Linked DNA regions of Drosophila melanogaster: region 2 is linked to region 1. A link is a contact called in public Hi-C data. All regions are on one chromosome and are shown on one strand. The core of a region is the stretch at or near the end of the contact, and the rest is flanking DNA. Distances in the headings are between cores, read along the strand shown. Region 1 holds the start of CG11122. Region 2 holds the start of Hsc70-3 (Heat shock protein 70 cognate 3).

Region 1 (4,031 bases), core at 862-3,361:
AGGATTAAGGATCGCTTGGCACTTCGATTACAAGTTGTTTTGTTTTTTTTTATTTTTTTATTAATGTTTATAACTTTATGCGTACAAAGAAGAGTTTAGTGTGTTGGGGGAAAAAATGGGGCGGGAGTAGTGTGTATGAATTAATATAATCTATTTGTAGAACTCGTGCTCCTGCTCGTCCTTCTTGATATTGTTCTTGTAGCCCTTCTCGAAGTCCTTGGCCAAAACGATGTAGCGATTCTCACGCACCGCGTGCATGCCCGCCTCTTGGCAAATGGCGTTGATATCGGCACCGGAGATCTTGTCCGGCCGCGCCACAAACTCCTCCAAATCGACATCCTCGCTTAGGTTCATCTTCGAGGTGATGGTGGAGAAGACGAGTCGCTTCTGCCGGCGATCGGGCAGCGGGAACTCAATCTTACGATCCAATCGACCAGGTCGCAGCAATGCCGGATCGAGTGTGTCCGCCCTGTTGGTAGCCATGATCACCTTAACGTTCGTGGTCTGATCGAACCCGTCCATCTGGTTGAGCAGCTCGAGCAGAATGCGCTGCACCTCGCGATCGGCGCCAGTCTGCGCATCGAAACGCTTCGTGGCAATCGCATCGATCTCGTCAATGAAGATGATGGCCGGCGCGTTCTCCTTGGCCAGCCTGAAAACGTCGCGCACCATGCGCGGTCCCTCGCCGAGGTACTTCTGCACGAACTCCGAGCCGACGACGCGTATGAACGACGCCGTCGTATGATGGGCCACCGCCTTGGCCAACATGGTCTTGCCGCAACCGGGCGGACCGTACATAAGCACGCCGCGCGGCGGATCGATGCCAATCTGCTTGTACAGCTCGAAGTGGGTCAGCGGCAGTTCGACTGCCTCGCGGATCTCCTGCTTCTGCATGTCCATGCCACCAATGTCCGCATAGCTAACGTCGGGCTTCTCATCCGGCTGCAGCATCGAAATGGAGCTATCCGCCTCTGGTGGCAGCACGTCCACCAGCGCGTTGCTGTGCTTGTGCAGGGCCACCGAGGCGGAGGGCTTCAGCAGCTCGCGATCGATGGTGGACAGGATGCGCACATAGTAATTGGAGCCGGTGGTGGAGCCCACAATGCCCGTGTTCTGATCGACGGCCTCCAGGAACTGGCCAATCACCAGCGGCACCGACTGGATGCGCTTCACCTCCTCCTGGGCGTGCAGATACTCCTTTTTCAGGTTTCGCTGCTCGTCCTTGATGTACTCCTCCTGCACTTCAATGAACTCCAGTGTCTTTTGCAGTTTCTACAACACAATGGCCGCTTAGATGGGTGATCAAATGGAAGACCAGTGGACGACTCACCTTGTAACGCACGTAGAGATCCTCCATGTCCAGTTCGTCCAGGGAACTGTGCGCATCTTTTAGCTTCAAGTCGGAGAGCTCGTCCTGGTGGAAAAAGTGGAATTGGGAAAGAGGTAATTAGTACGCATGCCAGGCGGCGCAGAGAGGCAACTACGCACCTTTTCCGGTATCAGTACGTCCATGTTGTACGGCATTCTTTTCGTTCAGCAATGAGTCTCGTTTTATTAGTTTGCGTTTTCTGCGAGGCGACCAAAATGACTCGTCAAAAACAAGCCAGCAGTGCGTTGTGGTGGCAACCCTGTCCGCAATCGATTGTGATCTATCGATGGGGCCATTTATCTATCAAATTGTGCTGCTCTTTCAATCGGTTTTTTTTTTCGATATATACTCTTTCTGATAAGAAAGCAACTCCTCTTTATTGGACAATATCCTATACCAGTTAGTCTGTAAAGCTAAAATGTTGTATACAAATAAATCTAATATCACATGTCATGTTTCTCACTTAATATCCGGAAAGTATTTTTTAATACGTTTCAAAGCATCTGGTGATGGGAAAAAATCAGCTGTCTGATAATTGCCCGATATATACCAGCTCTGATTGGAACAAAAGCTGATAACAGATTTATTACTAACAAAAACTATTTCGAATGCAGATCGCTTATAAGTAATTGATAAAATCGCAAGTTATTCTAAGCAATTCACGTAGAACCATGCCAAAGTATCGCTGCTCGAGACGCAACTATCGATAGTTCGAGTACCTTTCTCGCCAGCGGGTACAAGTGTGTACACACTGGCAAAACCCGACCATTTTGACGCGATTTCGATTTCCCATAAGAAAAAAAAAGAGTAGAAAAACACACACATTTAACATTTCGGTCGCTCCTGCTGCTTCTGTGTGTGCTATGTGTGCGTGTGCGAACGAACCAAATATATACACACACGAGCGCTGGTAGGACAGTGAAATCGAATTTGCTGTTTATATAGCACAATTCGATGGCTGATAATGCCGCCGCCGTCGCCGAAAAATCGTTTCCCCAATATCGCTAGCATCAGAACGGGAAAGAGAACGGGTACGAGTACGATTCCGATTCCGATTCCGAGTACGTTTCCCACAAAGTATCGTTGTCGTTGTCGTCGTTGTCCTGCTGCCGTGCCCCGCCCCCTCTGGCCGCGCCGCCGCCCCCTCTGCGCCGTACGCACGCATCGATTTGGGCTAAACGTTAGATACCTCCTAACGCAGTTGTTAGGGTGGAAAGAACGGCCAGGGAAAATTGAATGCGCTACACTGGTGGTCGAGCTGCTGCAATGCCGTGCTTAAATTTAAGTGCAAGGCACTGATACGGATCCGTTGGCGCTCCTGGTCTGGTCCGTATCCAAGCGAAAAGAACAAAATATACAAGAAAAAAACAAGAAACAAAACAACAAAACGGAAAGCAATCCCGTGAAATCCCGGAATACAGTGCAATACAACGAACCGAAACACAGAACAAAACGAATAGAACGAAACAAAACGAAACGTATTTAGATACGCAGGAGAGACCAAGTCGGGATATCCAAGTGGACAGTGTGGTCTTGTGCAGTGGAGTGGTAGTTATGCTATATATAGCTGTTGGCCAAAACAATAGTGTCCGATAACAGAGCGAGATCAATTCGAGGAGTTGAAAATGTTTATTGTATAATTTCCAATTGAGCAGGTGTGCGTGCGAGTGTGTGTGCGTACGTGTGTGTGAGTAGTTTTTGTTTTTCGCTGCTTCTTCTTGCGGTTTATTTGTCAACAAAAAGAAGAAGGAAGAACGAAGCAGTGTGCGTGCAGCAGTAAATTGTTGTCCGCACACCCCGCACTGCTTGCAGGAGTGGCGAAGCAGTTAACTTGTGCAACGCAACCACGGACGACCCAGTGGCCTCCACATGAAGACCATGTCGCGCTTCGGCCTGCGCCGTGGCTTCAAGTTCTCGGAGGAGCAGGTCAACGGCAAGAATCCAATTGGACCGGCAACGGCACCAGCCACGGCCGCTGCCTCATCTAATCCGCGCAAAAAACGACAGACCCGGCAGGAGGAGGATGTGGACGCGGAACAGGAAGAGGTGGAACCGCACGAGGATCAGCTGGAAGCGGAACAAGAGCCGCTCTCGCTGATCTGCAGCCTGCCGCTGGAGCGGCTGCCCCGTTTGGTGGAGAAGCTGCATCAGATGACGGAGGAACGGGAACGAGAACGGGAGAGGGAGCGCGAGCGCGAGCGGGAAGAGGCCGCCGGCCTGGGTGGAGCCGCGCACTCGAAGGTCCTGTGTCTGTACTGTGATAGGAAGTTCGCCTCCGGCAAGCTGCAGGCCAAGCATGTGGACAAGTTTCACACCGAGCGGCAGGAACGACGCTGCAGCGGTCGTTCCACCAGCTCCAATTCTCATCCCGCCGGCGGCTTCCCCGGCTGCCAGTGGTGTGGCCAGCAAGGCAATCGCCGCCAGGCCACGCCCCCGCAGATCTGCCTGCCGGCCAAGCATTTGGAGCAGCTATTCCAGCACCTCAGCGAGCAGCATGCAGATAAGTATTTCGCCTGCCAGCCGTGTCGCCTGCGGTTCCAGGACGCAGATCACCTGTTGGGACACCAGCGCCAGCAGCATTCGCTTCATCATCCGGAGGATGGCCATGCCACCAAACCGGGTCTGATGGGCGCCGACGAGCCGGTGCTCTTTCGCCTCGGCC
Region 2 (4,031 bases), core at 397-2,896, 680 kb before region 1:
AGAGATTATTGAATGTGTTGCTTAGAATACAACCTGTCCATAGTTTTTCCTGCACACAATCTGCGACAGAAAGAAAACTACATAATTTGGCTGGATTCCAAACCAGAATTTTGGTCAACGTCTACTTTTATAATGTAAAGTACGGTACGATATCGACGGGGCGCTGAGCGGGGAGATGATAAAAAGATTATTACATGCTATTATGTATTGTTATGAAAATATATTGATATTGAATGAGTGTCATTACAAAAATCGACAAAAAAAAAAAAAAGAAAACTAAAAAGTGGGTGTTTTTCATTCTCGGGCGGATGCGGACTGATAAGTCAAGAACTCGCTATAAATATGCTACATATATAGACTGTTTGCCTGTTCTTATCGGTAGTCGTTTAATTTATGGAAATTATCATTTCAAATGAAGATCGACGAAATGCCTGGAAATTGCCAGATAAACGTGGTATTTTCGACTTTTTCGGAAAATATATCATTTTTTATCCCCCCAAATATTAGTCATGATATTCTTGAAACATTTTTGAATCATCATTTGAGCGTATTGTTTAAATACGCTTTTAAATTTTATTTTTCATATATGTAAATATTATTAATAAAAATTCTGGGAAGTGCTAAAAAAGTCTAGAGTTGCTATATGGAATTCGAAATAGCAATATATACATACATATATAAAATACTAGACATTTTTAATAATATAAAATATAAATAACATTTATATATGAAAGAGGTAAGTTTGAAAAAAAATTTGATTCTATGTCTTTATTAAACTCCATTCGTTTACCACTCAAAACTATGGATAAGCAGTTAGTTTTTCTTTCGAATTTACATGTAAATATTGCAGTACCATTTCCGGTTGTCATAGTATTAAAAACAGCTGCATATAAGCTTAAATTTAAATTTCGAATGTAATTATATGCTTATAATAATAAGAACCCAAAAGCATATATTTATAACTTCAAGTATCGGAATGAACAATTACAAAGTCTAAAAATAGTTTTGGGAAGTTGTCAATAATTACGCCCCACTTAAAGTAACGGCAAACATCCAGATTCAGCTGGAAGCATAACGGTTAACCTGGGGCAATGTACACGTCAGTGCTCGTTGCGGCTTTACTTAAGGGGAACGCATATTTGCATCAGACAAACCAAACACCATAAAAAGAAAAAGAAGAAGGCCAAACATCGTACTCTCTCCGCTCCGAAAATGTTTGGGTAAACAAATAGTGAAAAGCTCTGGGAGAGAGCGAGAGCGAGAGTTGGCCTCCAGTGGGCGGAACAGCTACGCCTGCGACACGTCAGTGCTAGAGATGTAACACCTTAAGATAGTTATCGATTAAAATTATATTGAATAAAATGAATATATAAAAGAAGTTAAATCTTAAAAAACTATTATTAAAATGATTGTAAACCGTATAGCAGAAATAGTTGCAATCATATAATCCTGTAATATATTATTTTTATTTTTAATTATATCTTCTTAATACCTTTATTAATTAGACATTTTAGTCTAACGAAATATTTATTCGACTTATTCGATTGCCAGATGTGTATCGATGTTTCTAGAAAACTAAACTCATCGACACGTCAGTGGTAGGTGAGAGCAAAGAGCAATAAATAGCCGGAAAACAGAGAGTGAAAATCAGTTTCAAAACAAAAGTACAAGGAATAACAGCACAGCAAAAGAGAAACGCGATTTATTAAATACAAATTATTACCCCAAGAACATTGTAACGCGCTGTGACCGCAAATATAAACAAGAAATCGTTACATTCCCATTAGATCAATTAAAACCAAGCCAAAAAACAACAAAGACTAATACTTCTGTGACAAAAAGTGACAATTACCTAAATAAGTGAATTTTTTTTTAATAGTTTTAGTTAGAAAATGTAAGTATACAAAAAGAAAATTATATTGAAAGTTGATATGAGTGTATGCTGTTGGTATTAACATCTAAGAAACAGGAAAATATTTATCAAATTTACTTTGGACCAAAAGAACCAGCATAAAGTGTATATTTAAATATATCTATTTTTTTTTATAAATATGTGTTGCAAGGAATTCAGTGGCTTGAATTGCGTTATAGCATTTCTTATATTATATTATTGTTTATTTTGAAACAAAATTGAGGCAACATTATAAAAGAATCAAAACGATTGCTTGACAGACCCATTGGTAACTGTAAAATACTATTTACTACCTGATATTGATAAGGACAACGCGAAATATTGTGTGTAGAAATAATTATATATTTTTGAAAAGCGGTTATTCGTCGGCCGAACAATCGCGTGCTTTCCAACACTGATCTACCACTGACGTGTCTTTTTGGCCCCAGAGTTGCACGTGTGTGTGTGTGCCGCAGCGTATGACTGTGTGCGTACGTAGAAAGCGCCGGCAAAAACGTCAGATAAGCAGCAGCCACATATTCTACTGCTCTGTCAGTTCACTTTGAAGCGTCGAGAAAGCACATTAAATCGAAACCAATTTGAAATTATTAACCGCTCAGCGATAAGTGTAAGTGTTAGTTCAAAGAAAAGGCTTAAATACGAGCTGGACGTTAGCACAAATAGCTGGAAAGTGCACTTGCACTGCTAGAATATTCGTGTAAAGGAACGGACGGCAAAGAGGGACACCAATACACTGCAATTTTACAGTCGCCATATTGGCAAAAGTAAAAGAGGTCTGCTACAAAAAGTTTGCCCGCACGTGCCCTTAAAGAAATAGAAACGTATGAAATTAGTTTCCTTTATAGTTGAAACCAATAAAGGCCAACCAATGACGTGGTGGTCGTGACAAGTGACAAGTTCGGTGAATGAACTTTGTCTTCTTCTTCGTATTAGTTTCTTACAGCCTAAGCTTGCATTTAGGTGAAGTTCTTGTTTTCCTTTTACAGTAATTTACGGTTAATTTTGCTTACATTTACTTCTTTTTTTTAAAAGACCGCGAAGCGCCTGCGCATTTTGCCGTCTGTGTGAGTGGGAGTAGGCCTATCTGTGTGCGTTTGTCTGCGTTCAATCCGCTTGGTACACGTCATTTATTTGGCTGATTTATAAGCACTCGCTTTGCTCTCTCTGTGTGTCTCTCTCCGATGGTCGCAAAGTACACGTCAGTGTGGCATAGAAAAAAGAATAAAATACCTAAGTGGTTAAGCCACAAACAGCTGTGCAAATCCAGCTTTCCTTCTGGAATTGTGCGTTGGGAGGGGGACTTTCTTGCGGTGCGTGAAATAACGAAAAGAATTAAACCAGTTATTTGGCCGCTCTCTCACCGGCAGCAGCAAAGAAAGAACCAGAAAAATGTTACACGTATACAAATTTCGCTGCTCTCTCTCTCTCGCTTTCCGGCGACGTCGGCGTCGGTCAATGTCAGCAGAACGGAGATGAGCGCACCGCTTAGCAGTTGCCGGGCAGTTAGCCATTGGAGTAGACGTGTTCTTTATCCGATCTTGACTACTAGTAAGATTTATAAGGTACTGAATCTGGTAGAATCGTGTTTAAAATAATAATGTTGCCAAAGTGGCACAGCTAACGGTACATGTTAACAGTTGACAATCTGGCCGACGTCATCAGTACTGGTTCTCTCGCAGAGGGAGAGCGAGAGCCAAAAAGAACACTGGCCATTTATGTTTGCGTGTGTGTGATTGTGTTGACGTGTACAAAAAGCCGAGGTTGAAATAATTGGGCGAAAATTAACGCAATCCCTTTCTTATTTGCAGTTTTCCTGAGAGATCTTCAATATGAAGTTATGCATATTACTGGCCGTCGTGGCCTTCGTTGGCCTCTCGCTGGGCGAGGAGAAGAAGGAAAAGGACAAGGAGCTGGGCACAGTGATCGGCATTGATTTGGGCACCACGTATTCCTGGTAAGTTAGATATGCTCGTCCTTCGGCTCTAAAACCCATTAATGCTTACTTGAGATATCTTGATCATAAAGTATACAGTGGTCATAAATTCTACTGTTGATTTTCGTAATACCAAGTTTTTATGCTTTAGACGTGTACATTTCAAATTGATCACATTTATAACAA

The links. A called contact is a pair of places that touch in the nucleus more often than the background predicts.
Region 2: a contact with region 1 is called in a Hi-C map of the Kc167 cell line, with 4 times the contacts expected there. The contact joins the promoter of Hsc70-3 here to the promoter of CG11122 in region 1. A contact is called at or near these places in 10 of 107 Hi-C or Micro-C datasets (the Kc167 cell line, the OSC cell line, the S2 cell line and 6 more).

Annotation. Positions count from the first base shown.
Region 1 is chrX:11,122,806-11,126,836 of dm6, reverse strand. It overlaps CG11122, which reads left to right and starts at 2,111. Exons shown (of 3, transcript NM_132457.2): 1 at 2,111-4,031. The coding sequence starts at 3,239. It overlaps Rpt3 (Regulatory particle triple-A ATPase 3), which reads right to left and starts at 1,736. Exons shown (of 3, transcript NM_001298179.1): 1 at 1,489-1,736; 2 at 1,331-1,414; 3 at 52-1,272. The coding sequence starts at 1,524. The coding sequence ends at 151.
Region 2 is chrX:11,804,732-11,808,762 of dm6, reverse strand. Hsc70-3 (Heat shock protein 70 cognate 3) reads left to right here and starts at 1,646. Exons shown (of 3, transcript NM_078577.3): 1 at 1,646-1,894; 2 at 3,721-3,866. The coding sequence starts at 3,742. It overlaps CG1578, which reads left to right. Exons shown (of 8, transcript NM_001298212.1): 8 at 1-257.